3 separate regions of the Mus musculus genome follow, and regions 2 and 3 are each linked to region 1. Evidence: chromatin contacts called from public HiChIP or PLAC-seq data. All regions are on one chromosome and are shown on one strand. Each heading gives the region's core, a stretch centred on a gene start, on an enhancer-like site or on the middle of the called end of the contact. The rest is flanking DNA. Distances are from core to core; before and after follow the strand shown.

The links. HiChIP or PLAC-seq counts read pairs in DNA pulled down with a chosen protein or histone mark.
Region 2: a contact with region 1 is called in an H3K27ac HiChIP or PLAC-seq map of embryonic stem cells, with 6 read pairs. The contact joins the promoter of Wee1 here to the enhancer-like site in region 1. A contact is called at or near these places in 5 of 39 promoter capture datasets (cranial neural crest, hematopoietic stem and progenitor cells, liver and 1 more), 2 of 484 Hi-C or Micro-C datasets (the HL-1 cell line and stem cell-derived neural progenitor cells), 7 of 115 datasets of contacts at active chromatin or transcription factors (the 230-238 cell line, CD8 T cells, bone marrow-derived macrophages and 4 more) and 3 of 9 other capture datasets (adipose tissue, liver and pancreatic islet).
Region 3: a contact with region 1 is called in an H3K27ac HiChIP or PLAC-seq map of embryonic stem cells, with 7 read pairs. The contact joins two enhancer-like sites. A contact is called at or near these places in 3 of 39 promoter capture datasets (the C10 cell line, HPC-7-derived erythroid cells and hematopoietic stem and progenitor cells), 5 of 484 Hi-C or Micro-C datasets (the MNK3 cell line, Th1 cells, embryonic stem cells and 1 more), 4 of 115 datasets of contacts at active chromatin or transcription factors (CD8 T cells, embryonic basal ganglia and embryonic stem cells) and 2 of 9 other capture datasets (adipose tissue and pancreatic islet).

Annotation. Positions count from the first base shown.
Region 1 is chr7:109,942,803-109,947,161 of GRCm38.p6, forward strand. All of the region lies in intron 1 of Dennd5a (DENN/MADD domain containing 5A), which reads right to left. Among named protein-coding and RNA genes, the nearest start is that of Dennd5a, 15 kb to the right of the region's middle. Within about 2 kb of position 2,014, at least 41 of the 459 cell types and tissues checked have an H3K27ac peak or open chromatin away from gene starts, as enhancers often do. A contact at or near this core is called in embryonic stem cells, liver and trophoblast stem cells, where this site is marked.
Region 2 is chr7:110,120,209-110,124,567 of GRCm38.p6, forward strand. It overlaps Wee1 (WEE 1 homolog 1 (S. pombe)), which reads left to right and starts at 1,851. Exons shown (of 11, transcript NM_009516.3): 1 at 1,851-2,717; 2 at 4,248-4,359. The coding sequence starts at 2,142.
Region 3 is chr7:109,787,684-109,792,042 of GRCm38.p6, forward strand. No RefSeq gene overlaps it. Among named protein-coding and RNA genes, the nearest start is that of Nrip3, 8.3 kb to the left of the region's middle. Within about 2 kb of position 1,823, at least 12 of the 459 cell types and tissues checked have an H3K27ac peak or open chromatin away from gene starts, as enhancers often do. A contact at or near this core is called in embryonic stem cells, where this site is marked.

The sequences.
Region 1 (4,359 bases), core at 764-3,263:
TTCGAGGCCAGCCTGGTCTACAAAGTGAGTTCCAGGACAGCCAGGGCTACACAGAGAAACCCTGTCTCAAAAAACCAAAAAAAAAAAAAAATCAAAACCATAATAAAAATGTGAACAAAGTACACAAAACAAAGAAATGTAAAAAAACTGTAAGGAATACAGGGGGGAAGGCTCAGCTTCACTAATGATTAAATTCAGACAACTGGAAATGTTCTTTAAAAAGCAATAACACATTAGAGGCATTGTCCTAGTTAGGGCTACTAATCCTGGGACAAACACCAAGTTGGGGAGGAAAGTGTTTACTGAGCTTACAGCTCCACATCACAGGACAGAAACTCAAAACCTAGAAGCAGGAGCTGACGTAGAGGCCATGGAAGGATGCTGCTTACTGACTTGCTCCCCTATGGACTGTCAGCCTGCTTTCTTACAGAACTCAGAACCATCAGCTGAAGGGCAGCCCCACTCACAATGGGCTGGACCCTTCCACATCAATCATTAATTAAGAAATGCCCTACAGGCTTGCCTACAGCCTGATCTTATGGAGGTATTTTCTCAACTTAGGCTTCCTCCTCTCCAATGACTCTAGCTTATGTCGACTTAACATAAAACTAGCCAACACAAGCAGAGAGAAACAGTTATGTTTATGTCAAAACTGCTAGTGAGAGAGCTGGAGAGATAGCTCAACAGTTAACAGCACTGAATGCTCTTCTAGGGGGCTGGGCTTCAATTTCCAGCACATACATGGTGACTCACAACTGTCTATAACTCCGATTCCAGAGAATCAGACACTCTCAGGCAAACATACAGGCAAATCACCCATAAAACTTAATTAATATGCATGCACACACATATAACAAAACCTGACACCATCTAGCTGGGCTGTGACCACATGCACACATGTATGTGCATGTAACATATATCAAGTTATACACTCAGTGTTGGTGTTTACTTTTTTCTGAGATAAAACCTTCAAATTTGTCAGGTGTGGTGGTGTGCAACTTTAATGGATCTCTGTGAGTACAAGGCCAGCCTGGTCTACATAGTGAGTTACAAGACTATATAGAATCATATAGTGTACAAAGGACTCAAAAACAAAAAACAAAGTACAAATACCAAAGAAACCGTAATTACATCAGAATGCTTCCAGAGCTTGATTCTGGATAAAGGAATAGATTTACTTCTCAGTTCTGTAATTACAAAGTTCCCATGAGAAGTGTGTGCTTTAAAACCTACTTGAATCTTTTTTTGTTTTTGGATTTGATTGTCTGCTTTTTTCTTTTAGACCAGGCTAGCCTTAAACTTGCTATGTAGCTGAGAATGACCCTTAAACTTCTGATCCTCCTGCCTCTGCCTTTTCAGTGCCAGTGTGTGCCAGCACAGAAGTTAGAGCAGTGTGCTAGGGATAAGACCCGGGGCTTTATGCAAAAACTCTACCAAGATGGCTACATGCCCAGGCCAAGTCCTCAATATTTTATTTTTTTAAAATACATAAATGTTATTTTACATAATGATGACTTCCCCTACCCCTACCCCAAGGCAGGTCTCACTGTATAGCTCTGACAGTCCTGGAGCTGCTGCGTACACAGGCTGATCTCTAGCACACAGATCCTCCTGTCTGCTTCTTTTCTGGTTTGTTTCACAGTGCACCTTGCATTCTCTCTCCAGCTCTGGTGTTGACAGAGAATCTGATGAGCTAAGATTCACAGAAGAGGCTGAAAGGAGGATGGCAGGAAGTGAGATGGTGCTGAATGACTCACTAATTTCAATAATAAAGGAAAAAAGGTAAGGCTTCTATAGCACTCCCTTAGCACAGCCTCACTTGCCCCTATAATTCCATGTGCATTGGATTTACTTTCTCCCTCCCGCAATCCTACAAACTAGTTCTGACTAGTTTGCCATTCTCAGCCTCAGAACTGCAAGTGAAGCAGGAGTAACCAGCCCCAAAGCCCAACACTGCCGTTCCTTCCTCAGTCCCAGCCTCCCTGAAGAACAAGTGGCTAAGTAAATATGGAGCTTTCATTCCCGACTGTTGCCAAAACTGTGGCAGAGTGCTTACTCAGCATGCACAATGTCCTGGGGTCAATCCCGATCACTGAAAAGGGAATGGGACACGCTCTCATAATTAGTATAGTATATACATCAGGGATTGGTTAGTTTGATAAAATATAGGTTTCTAAGCCCCACTCCCAAATTTTCTGTTTCTAAAGGCAAAATATGTAGCCCGGCCAGGTTCTCTGGCATACATCTGAAATCCTAGGAATTCAGGAGGTTAACACAGTGATGTCTCCAGTTCAATAACAGCCTGAAAAACATGTGACCTTACCTAGATGGGAAAAAAAAAGATTGGAGGTGGGTGGCGGGTGGTAAATATAATCCAACAGGTCACTGGATTGAATTTTATTTTTGTAGTAAATTCTGGGAGCTGTTGTAATTGGTCCAGAGCACACACGCAATGAAAAACACTGGTCTACAACACCCACCATCATATTGATAATTTCACTCACTAGCCTCACTCTAGCCTCACTCACCCTTTGAACAGTTCTGTTGAAGAACATAACACAGCCAGGCAGGGTTGGTGCACACCTTTACTCCCAGCGCTTGGGATGCAAAAGCAGGTGAGTCTTTGTGAGTTCAAGGCTAGCCCAGTCTACAAAGAAACTGTGTGTATGTATGTGTGTGTGTGTGTGTATGTGTGTTTGTGTGTGTGTGTGTGTGTATGTGTGTGTGTATGTATGTGTGTGTCTGTGTCTGTGTGTGCTGTGGTGGGGATGCAGCATTTTAGAGAATAAGGCATGAAATGGTCAAGAATGTGTGCCAGCCTGGGTTACATGGCCCTCTTTCTCAAAGTAAAGTATTGAATATCCACATCCACCCTGGCCTAACACTCCTGATCCTGTCAACCCTTTCCACCCCTTACACACTACATGCTACTTATTTAGAGTGTTCTTTTTTCTTTCCTTTTCTTTCTCTTTTAAACAAACTCTTAGATGTAGCCCAGACTAGAATTTACTATGAAACCCAGGCTAGCCTGGAGCTCTCAATCTTCTTGCCTTGACCTTATATTTAGTTTATTATTTATTTATTTATTTATTTGGTTTTGAGACAGATTCTCTGTGTAGCCCAGGTTGTCCTGGAACTCTCTCTCTGTAGACTCTGTAGACCAGACTAGCCTCGATCTGCCTGCCTCTGCTGGATAAAAGGTGTGCACCACCAGGCCAAGCTATGTTAAATTTTTAATATATCTCTCTCCACTTAAAAGAGCTCCATAAAGAGAATTTCACTCACTGACATGACTTGTGTGCCTCAAACAGTGATTACAAGATCTTCAAATTTCTATAAATAATAGCTAAATGAGGAGTGAAAATCAATAAATACTAACTTTGTGGTGGTTGTTCACATCCATGTGCTGGGGACTCAGCTAGGGTTTTGTGCATGCTAAGCAAGTGCTCTTCGAGTAACACATCCCAGCCCAACTTTTAGGTTTTCTGGACAATTACTGCCTACAAGATACTCTACATTAAAGACGCATCTGTGGTCATTTGAGTGAGAGTCCCCCGTGAGCTTCAGACATTTGAATACTAGGTCCCCAGATGATGGTGACCATTTGGAGAGAATTAGGGGTCATGGCCTTGATGGAGGAAGTATGTTGCTGGGGGCAGCTCTGAGGATTCAAAAGCCTCACATCATTTCTAGTGAGCTCTCTCTCTCTTTGTTTTTGTTTTTGTTTTTTGAGACAGGGTTTCTCTGTATAACCTTGGCTGTCCTGGAACTCACTCTGTAGACCAGGCTGGCCTCGAACTCAGAAATCTGCCTGACTCTGCCTCCCAAGTGCTGGGATTAAAGGCGTGCACCACCACCGCCCGGCTTAGTTGGCTCTCCCTTCTTGTGTGTGAGCTCTTGGCTGCTACCTCAAATACATCATCATGAACTCTAATCTTCTGCAACTGTAAGCCCCAAATAAGTGCCTTTTTCTGTCAGTTGTCTTGGTCAGCTTCATTATCACCACTGCCTACAGTTATGATTAATATGTGTAACTCCTCAGAATACTATACCTAGCTGTCCATCCCACCCCACCCCCAAAGAGAGAAAGAGAGAGCAGGGTTGTGTCACACACAGCTTTGGAAGCCAGAGCCCCATCACTAAGCTGGCATTTCAGTACAAATGTGTGTGACAGGGGATTTTAGAGACAAGAACATGTTTCTAATTCTTCTGTGTGAACTCAGCTAGTTTAAATTTGCTGCACTGTCCTTTCCTGACCTCAACATGAGGATGGATGGCATCTGATGATGTCAATTAAGAATCACTGTTCATTTTCTATGATAACAAGGCTGGTAACCCCACTTTCTCACTTCCCTGGGA
Region 2 (4,359 bases), core at 601-3,100, 180 kb after region 1:
GTTTCTGCTTGCCTCTACTCCTGAGTGCTGGGATTAAGTGCCGCCCAGCCTGGCAATAATAATAATTTTAAATTTTAGCTTGGAAGCTGGACCTGTGACTCATACTTGTAATTGGAGGGCTTAAAAAAAAAAAAAAAACCAAAACCTCAGATGAACTGAGAATCTCAGAAGAGTTGACATTGACAAGCTGATAAAAGTTGCCCACAAGAAGATCACTATAACAACCTCCTTTGTATTTATGCTTTTGAGATACTATTAAGTGGAACAGATCTGCATATGGAAACTTCCACTCTAGAAGTTCTCTTTGAAACTGCCAAACTCACTGGCCTGCGTTGTTCTAAGTAAAGGGCAATTTGCTTCTGTTGAGCTCAATCTTACTTTCAGGTCACCCTGATCAACCCATCTAACAGCAATGTCAGAACTCCCAAGTCAAATGGATCCCTGTGAGTTAGTGGTCAGCTAGGGCTACACAGTTTTCTTATCTTGAAAACAAAACAAGACAAAACCAAACCAAACCAAACCAAAGATCAGTCCATCAGCCTGGCCTGGCAGGTGCACAGGTCTATAATCCCAGCACTCTGGAGGTGGTTCAAATAATCGGGCTACACGGCAAAGGCAGGTCTCAAAAACAAAAATCAGTTTGACTTTTCAGCCTTTGAAGTGTTAAAAAAAGCTCACACACACATTAGTACTCCTAACTACAGTAAATGACAACAGAAGAGTATAATAGGCTATTATCCAGATAATGTGAATCTACATTAAAAAACATCAAGCTTTCTACTGATGGCCTCAGTTCCCCAAAAGTGGGTTCTAATTTCCTAGTGAAAAAGAAACCTACTTTTCTGTATGACAGTCTGGCCTCAGTAATTCCCACTCCAGCAGAGAATGCTAAAAAAAAAAAAAACAAAACCGTAACAAGGAGAAATGATTGATCATAGCATACAAAATAGGAACACACTTGTTGTAAACAGATTTAAGTTACGGTTGAGAAGGTTGTGGAAACTTATTTTTTCCTGGAAATTATGAGACAGGACCACTACAGAGCAAAGGGGTTTTAAACTTCTGGTCCTCCTGCCTCAGCTTCCAGACTGTTTGAATCACAGGTGTGTGCGCCAGCACTCACCTCTGTTACACTTCAGTTTTGTTTTGTTTTTTTTCTCTCCCGGGACCAATCAGTTTGGCTAGCGCACTCTCACGTGTAAGCGAACAAATATAAACACCACGGTTGCAGGTCAGGCATTCGGGCTTGTGGCAGGACCAATTATCACGGATAAGTCTGGCTGTGAGGGACACAAGACTGTGTGAGAGGCCACCTCTGTGTCCTAGTCCTGCAGCTCATTATCTGAGTTTCGCGCTGGGCAAGGTCCAGAGCTCGGTCACTGTTTCCGGCTCGGACCGCGACTATAGAACGTGACTGGACACAGCCACGCCCAGAACGCCCCAGGGGTCGGGCCTCAGAACCTGGGGTTGGACCAGGCTTCTAGGCGTCCCCAAAGGCTGCACGGTGTCCGGATGCTTCTGAACCCGGAGACAGGGAGGCCGACCCAAGGCCAGCACTGGGCAGTAGCCGCCGTCCTCTCGCCCCTCCTCGCAGGGCGGCTCCCGGCAGGCTCCGGTCCTCTAAACATAGACTCTGGGTGGGGTTCTGTGCAATCCAGGCCCACTCATTGGCCCGGGATGCCGCGACCCGCCCACGACTGGCGGCGCGCCTAGGCTGTGGGGCGGAGTCAGCGAGTTCCCGCCAAAATCGCGTAGCTGGTTCCTCCCCCGTGGGCTACGTCGCGCCCTCCCTGTTTTTTCAAACCGGGGCTGGGCGGGGATTGGTGGGCTGGGCCCTCACGTGGTTAACGGTCGCGGGAAGCCGCGGAACCCGAACTTGCGGACGAACTTGCGGAGCCTTTCGCCAGCACTGGACCGGCCAGTCTCCGCTGGACATCCCGCGCCGCAGCCGTCGCCGTCGCCCCGTCGTGAGCTTGACGGGCCTCGGAGTTGCCGCCGCGCAGGCCCGCTGCAGCCTCAGCCCGGCGCGCCCGATCGCACGTGGCGGACCCGCCCCCTGTGCCAGCCGCGACCTGGACGCCGCCGGCCTCTGCTCGCCGGTCCTGTGTTCTCCCGTGCTCCGCCGTGACTGCAGCCGGGAAATGAGCTTCCTGAGCCGACAGCAGCCGCCGCCCACCCGCCGCGTAGGAGCCGCTTACAGTCTGCGGCAGAAGCTCATCTTCTCGCCGGGCAGCGACTGTGAGGAAGAGGAGGAGGAGGAGGAGGAAGGCAGCGGCCACAGTACGGGGGAGGACTCGGCCTTCCAGGAACCGGATTCGCCCCTGCCTTCTGCACGCAGCCCTGCCGAGGCCGAGGCCGAGCGCCGCCGTCGCTCGCCCGGCGCGGAGCCCAGCAGCCCGGGAGAGCTGGAGGACGACTTGCTGCTGCAGGGCGGCGGCGGAGGCGCGCAAGCGGCGGGTGGAGGCGCCGAGGGCGACTCTTGGGAGGAGGAGGGTTTCGGCTCCTCGTCGCCCGTCAAATCACCTTCGACCGCCTACTTTCTGAGCAGCCCGTTCTCGCCAGTGCGCTGCGGCGGCCCAGGGGATGCCTCCCCGCAGGGTTGCGGGGCTCCGCGAGCCATGGACGACCCCTGCTCGCCGCAGCCCGACTACCCGAGCACCCCTCCGCACAAGACCTTCCGCAAGCTGCGCCTGTTCGACACGCCGCACACTCCCAAGGTAATGGAGGGGGCGGAGGAGCCGGCTCCAGGGCCTTTAAAAAAAAAGGCCGCGGCGCTGCAGCCCTGCGCGCCACTGCCCGGGTTCGGTTACATAACCGCCCCGCCGCACCCCGCTCGCTGTCCTGCGCCGCCACTCAAAAAAAAAAAAAAAGTTGGCAGCCCCCCTTTTTGGCTCTGCCTAGAAGTTGTCGGTTAAGATTATGTAACTGAACAATGGGCCTGGTCTGTAACTACTCCACTTTACAAAGGGCCTGGTCCCCGCTGTCCAGGTGGTTGAGTATTGGGTCTCGGTGGTCCGGTGTGCCAGGGTGCCGGATTGCTGCTGGCCACCTGACACTCCGAGCCATATGGTGCCTGTTAAATCCGGTGTCCGGGCCTGTAATTTGGGGGGCACGGATGGAAGGAGTTAGGTTTATTAAAGGGTTTGTTCCAACCCCCTGGACTTGTGGTTCCATGTGATATGGCATTAGAGATTCTGCGCGTCCTTTTGAGTCTCTGTGTTTACCGTCGTGAACTCATGGATATTCCAGGTTGCTTTTGATTGTCTTTCGGGATTTAGTATTACGGAAGCTTTGTGTTTATTCTGGAGTTTCCCCTGCCGTTTTGTTGGTCTGTGTGTCAAAACTAATGTGTCTTAAAGCAGAGTGTGTTCAGAACCCGTTTGGAATAGCCGGTGAATATGCATACTGTCATGGTAATACTTGAGAAGTCACAAAAACATTAAGAGTAGACAATTTCCAAAATAAAGACAGGCATGGTACCTGTAAGTTTAACACGGGAAATAAGCCCCCCTTTTTTGAGAGAACGTTTCTCTGTGTAACCTTGGCTGTTCTGGAACCTACTTTGTAGGAACTAGGAACTCAGAGATCCTCCTGTCTCTGCCTCCCGAGTGCTGGAACTAAAGGCGCCCTACCATGCCCCTCGACATAAGCCTTTTAAAGGGAATCTATTGATTTCCATGCAACTTTAGTCTTAAATCTCGAACATCCAGGTGCTTTTGTGCTTTGCTAATTTTATAGGCGGACAGGCCCAGGGCACCATCCCCCTTAGTAAGGGGAGGAGTCCAGGGAGGTGGCCTGCAAAAGCCTACTTGAGGTGGAGGTGGGGATTTTTTTTTTATGAGAGTGAGTGTTTTTATTTTTAGAATGTTAAAAGAGCCTGTTAATTTTTAGCTACTGATAAGAACTTTTTGTGTAGTCACTGCAAAAGGTCCATTTTAGGATTAGCTACGGGTTTTTACTTTGCTATCTTTTGCAGATAAGTAGTTAGTATTCAACCTGACTCCTAAGTCAGCCGCCATTGGTTTTACTTGAAGTATAACTAAGGCTTGTGTGTTGCCCCCTCCCTTGTTCTTTTCTTTCCCCAAGTCGGGTAACGGAACCTCTCCCTGCATGGGTTCTAGTGCAGAGCTTCATTCACAATGTGCTGCTTTGGGCTACATACTTGGCCACTTAGGAAGGCAAGTTGGAGGTTATATAGAGAAGACTCCAGAAGACTGGGTCCTGAAGATTGTATTTCCCTTTCCTAGAGTTTGCTTTCCAAAGCGCGAGTTATTGATTCCGGCTCTGTTAAACTCCGGGGTAGTTCTCTATTCATGGACACAGAAAAGTCAGGAAAAAGAGAATTCGATACACGGCAAA
Region 3 (4,359 bases), core at 573-3,072, 160 kb before region 1:
ACCCCCATGCACTTGCTGTGGAACTCTGGCTATGTTGCAGAAGTTTTTGATCCACAGTTGACCCATTTTGTAGAGGTCTGTGTAGTTTTGTAGAGCACAGAGGCCTGGCCTCAATAAATGTAAGTCCCATTGCATTTTCTCCCCATCTCCAACACGCAAAACCCAGACAAAAAATGAGTGACCCTCCTGAGGCAGGGCAAATGCTGCACTGAGGGACAAGACCTGTGAAAACCATAGATCTCTCAGAATGCAGTGGATAATAGGTACGACTGCCTACTCACTGGTGGACAGCCAGGGTGGGCAGCTCACTTGTGATCACTACTTATCTCCAGAGCACCTTGGGTCCTTGGGTTCCACCTTCTTCCTTTGAGCATGCTGTCAGGAAATGATGGTGACAGGCCGCAGGGCCTGGGGTAGGGGTGAGGCAGATAGCAGGAAGATGAAGTACTCAGTACATCACAAGTAGACTCCCAGCAATGTAAATATATACACATTTACACACACACACACACACACACACACACAGAATTCTCTTGAACCTACTTTCATGCTCAGTTCTACATTGCCCAGAGAGAACATCTGACCTTCGTCCCTCTCTGACCCCAGGCCTTGAGAATGCTAAGAAAGTAAGCGCTCTGCTACATTGCCAGACCTATTCCTGACTACTCATTTTTTTTTTAATTTATTTTTAAGCTTGTAATATTTTATTTATAAACAATTCCAAAATTTCAAGTTGCAAGCATAAAATACTACACATACCTGTATACCCTTTCCCAGGTTCCCTGTTACTAAAACTTTATTACATGCATACACTTTTTTTTCCTTGAAACATTTAAGGACAAATTACATAAAATATGACCTTTTGCCACTAATTCGACAGTATGTATTAAATACAAGTATGGTGGTATGTAATCCACCTCCTGCTTGGAAGGCTAAAAAGGCGAATTGAGAGTCCGAGGCTAGCTCAGGCATGGTGACACACACCTTTAATCCTAGCACTCTAGAGGCAAAGGCAGACAGATCTCTGTGAATTGAAGGCCAGGCTGGTTTACACAGAGTTCTAGGCCAGGTAGAGCTATACAGTAAGTGAGGCCCCTTAGAGAAAAATGGGGGACAGAGACAGAGAGAAGTAGAGAGAGACAGTTTTGTGTGTGTGTGTGTGTGTGTGTGTGTGTGTGTGTGTGTGTGTGTGTGTGTGTGTGTTAGGGGTCAGCCTGGGCTACACAGAAGGTTCAAGGGCAGCGAAGTTGCATCTCTAAGACCAGAGAAGAGGGAGGAGGGGATTTTTCTCTCTCCTAACCACAGTATAGATATAAACTTCATGAATTTACATTGCTAGAATATTTTTACCTAAATTATTCATGTTCTAGTTTTGTCAATTGACGTAACAAAGTTCTTTATTATAACCTTCCCCTGTAGCACAGGATCCACCCAGAGTCAAATCTCTTCAGCCTGGAATCTGGAATGTTTCCACAGCTTTCTCTGTCCTTCATGCCACTGACACAGAAGGCAATCCCCCTGTGTTCACCGCTTTTTGCTATGTCACTAAATTCCCAGTGAGAGCTCTTCAGGAAGAAAGGGTTATTCTAGCTCACAGCTTATGAGGGTGCGGTCCATGGTGGCAGGGGAACCAGGGCAGATTTGCCACGGCAGGAGCATGCAGTGCTGCCTATTCACGTCCTGGAAGGCCAAGATGCAAAGGGATCAACACTAGGGCTCAGCTCCCTTTCTCATTTGTCCCTTTTTATTCAGGCCAGAACCCCGGTCTGTGGGGTGGTGCTGTCCACAGCCAGGGTAGGTGTTTAACTCCTTGGTTAAGCCTGTCTGGAACACCCTCACAGATGCACACAGAGATGTGCCCAATAGACTAACAGAGCTGTACCACTATTACCCCCTGTCGCGGTAAATCTCTCCAACCCAATTATGTTCTGGCAATGAAAACACAACACAATTAATACGAATACATGTTGTGTGCCTAGATTGGCAGATCTACCACTACACTATCATCTTCCACATCTATGAGACCCTTAGAACTTGCAGTTTCTCCAGGCCGTGTGCTTCTGCTCCGCTTTTCTTCTTCCTCCTCCTCTGCCTTCTCTCTGTCTCAAACCTCCTTCTTTTCTTTCTTTCCGTTCCACCTTGCCTCTCTCTGCCCAATCATCAGCTCTCCTTTATTTTACAAATTAAGGTGGGAAGAAGGTTTACAGGAAATCACCTGAGTGCTGACTCATTCCTTGTTCTCAACCCCTCAAAGGAGAACAGAATTGACATCAAATATAATTAGCCCCAGGGCTCTCCACAACAACCCCCAAAGAAACGCCATACCCACTACTGATCATTCCGTGTTCTCCCAAATTCTCCAACCATACACAACCTATAATCTACTCTCTGTCTTCCTGGATTTACCTATTCTGGACATTTTGTATACAATGGTTGGTGTTTTGTGACTGGCCTCTTTTAATTAGTACTATGTTTCCATAGTTCATTTGTTTTATAACATACTAGTGCTTGTTTGTGACCAACTTATATCTCATCATGTGGACATAGCTCATTTTGTTTCCCTATTTGTTACTGAAGAACATATGAGTCCTTTCTACATTTTGTGTGTAGTGGCAGAAGTTGATACTAGGTGTCTTCTTTTACCGCTCTGTCATTGGACCTGGGGCTCACTGATTCGATAGAGTAGCTGGCCAACAAGCCCCTGGAATCCTCCTATCTCTACCTCCCAGCTGTGGAATTACAAGCTTAGGCTCCCAGCTCCCATGCCTAGCTTTTTATATGGGGGTTGGGGATCCAAACTCAAGCCCCCATCTTGCTGACCTAAGTAACTTGCATAAGGTCACAGCTGATAAGTAAAACTGGGCTAGCAATCTAGGAATGTCAGAGGATGTACTGGGAATCTTGAAAGAGTAAACATGGCAAAAGTTAAGCCTTGGAGAAAGACATTTCTCACTGACCAGCAGAAAGGACAGATTCTCAAAAAGACACTGGGAATAAAGGGGGGCTGCTGTCAGGCCAGTGATTCTTCTTGAGTCGTCCTAGTTCCTCAGTGGGAGGTACTCACGTTAGTCACAACTCCAGTTGATGTGTGAGATGCAGCTGCTCCAAGGTGCCTTCCTGCACCTTAAGTCACCTGGAGCCAACATCCTAGTTGGTTCTTTGCCACCACCGCCATCTTACTATATCACCCTCAGTTTTGTATCCTGTCAGGCATCAAACACACCAGCTGGTCATCACAGGTAACCATGGAGACAGCAGGTATGGCCAGGGTCACCAAAGCTCCTCTTATTACCCTCTGCCTCATGTGGTTATGTCCATGGGACTAGCATGTGGCATCGGTTCCAGTTTCTGCTCAGCAACCACTCATGTTTCAACTCCTAATCAGGTTACAAGGCAAAGTCAACATTAAAGCCCAGATTTGAGGTGGGTTTGTATTTCTGCTTCAGGAATCCTGTAGGGAGTATTTGTCAGACTTTTAATCGCTGAAACCAACTTCCCAGGAAGGCAATTGTGTTAGTCAGCATTCTCTAGAGAAACAGAACTTACAGAATGAGTCTCTCTCTCTCTCTCTCTCTCTCTCTCTCTCTCTCTCTCTCTCTCTCTCTCTCTCGATATATTAGAATGGCTTATGGGTGGTTCAGTTAGTCTGACAATGGCTGTCTGTCTACCAATAGAGGGTTCAAGAATCCAGTAGTGGTTGTCTCTGCTGGTCTTCAGTACACAACGGAATCCTGAAGAAGTGGTCTCTAATGCCAGTGAAAGAATGGTCTTGCTAGCAAGAGTGAGCAGGAAAAAATACTTTTTCCTTCTTCTAAGACCTTTATATAGGCTTCTAGCAGAAGGTGGCCCCAGATTAAAGGTGGATCATCCCATATCAAAAAAAAAAAATCCAGATGAAAGTGGGTCTTCCCACTTCGAATGATTTAATTAAGAAGAAATCCCTCACTCATAGATGTGCCCAGCCATTTGGGTTTTAGTTAATTCCAGATGTGGTCAAGTTGACAACCAGGAACAGTCATCAGAGCAACTCAAAGGAGAGAGGTCTCTGGATCCACTGTGAAGCAGAGTGTAGTGTGATGGGGGTGGGAGGAGGAGGGGGAGGAAGAGGAGGAGGGAGAGGAGGAGATGGTGATGATTGTTTACCTAGTGACAGACAGGAGTCAACAACCAGGGAAAGGCTTGGAGAATCCTTCAAGGGCCCTCTTCCTGCAAAGTTGCATCTCCTAAAACACTGCAGTAGCTGGAGAACAAGTACTCAGTACCTGGACTCAGTACTCAGTACTCAGTACCTGGACTTGAGAGGATGTATCAGATTTGAACCATAGCATAGGGAAGAGATGGAAACACCAGATTGTACTC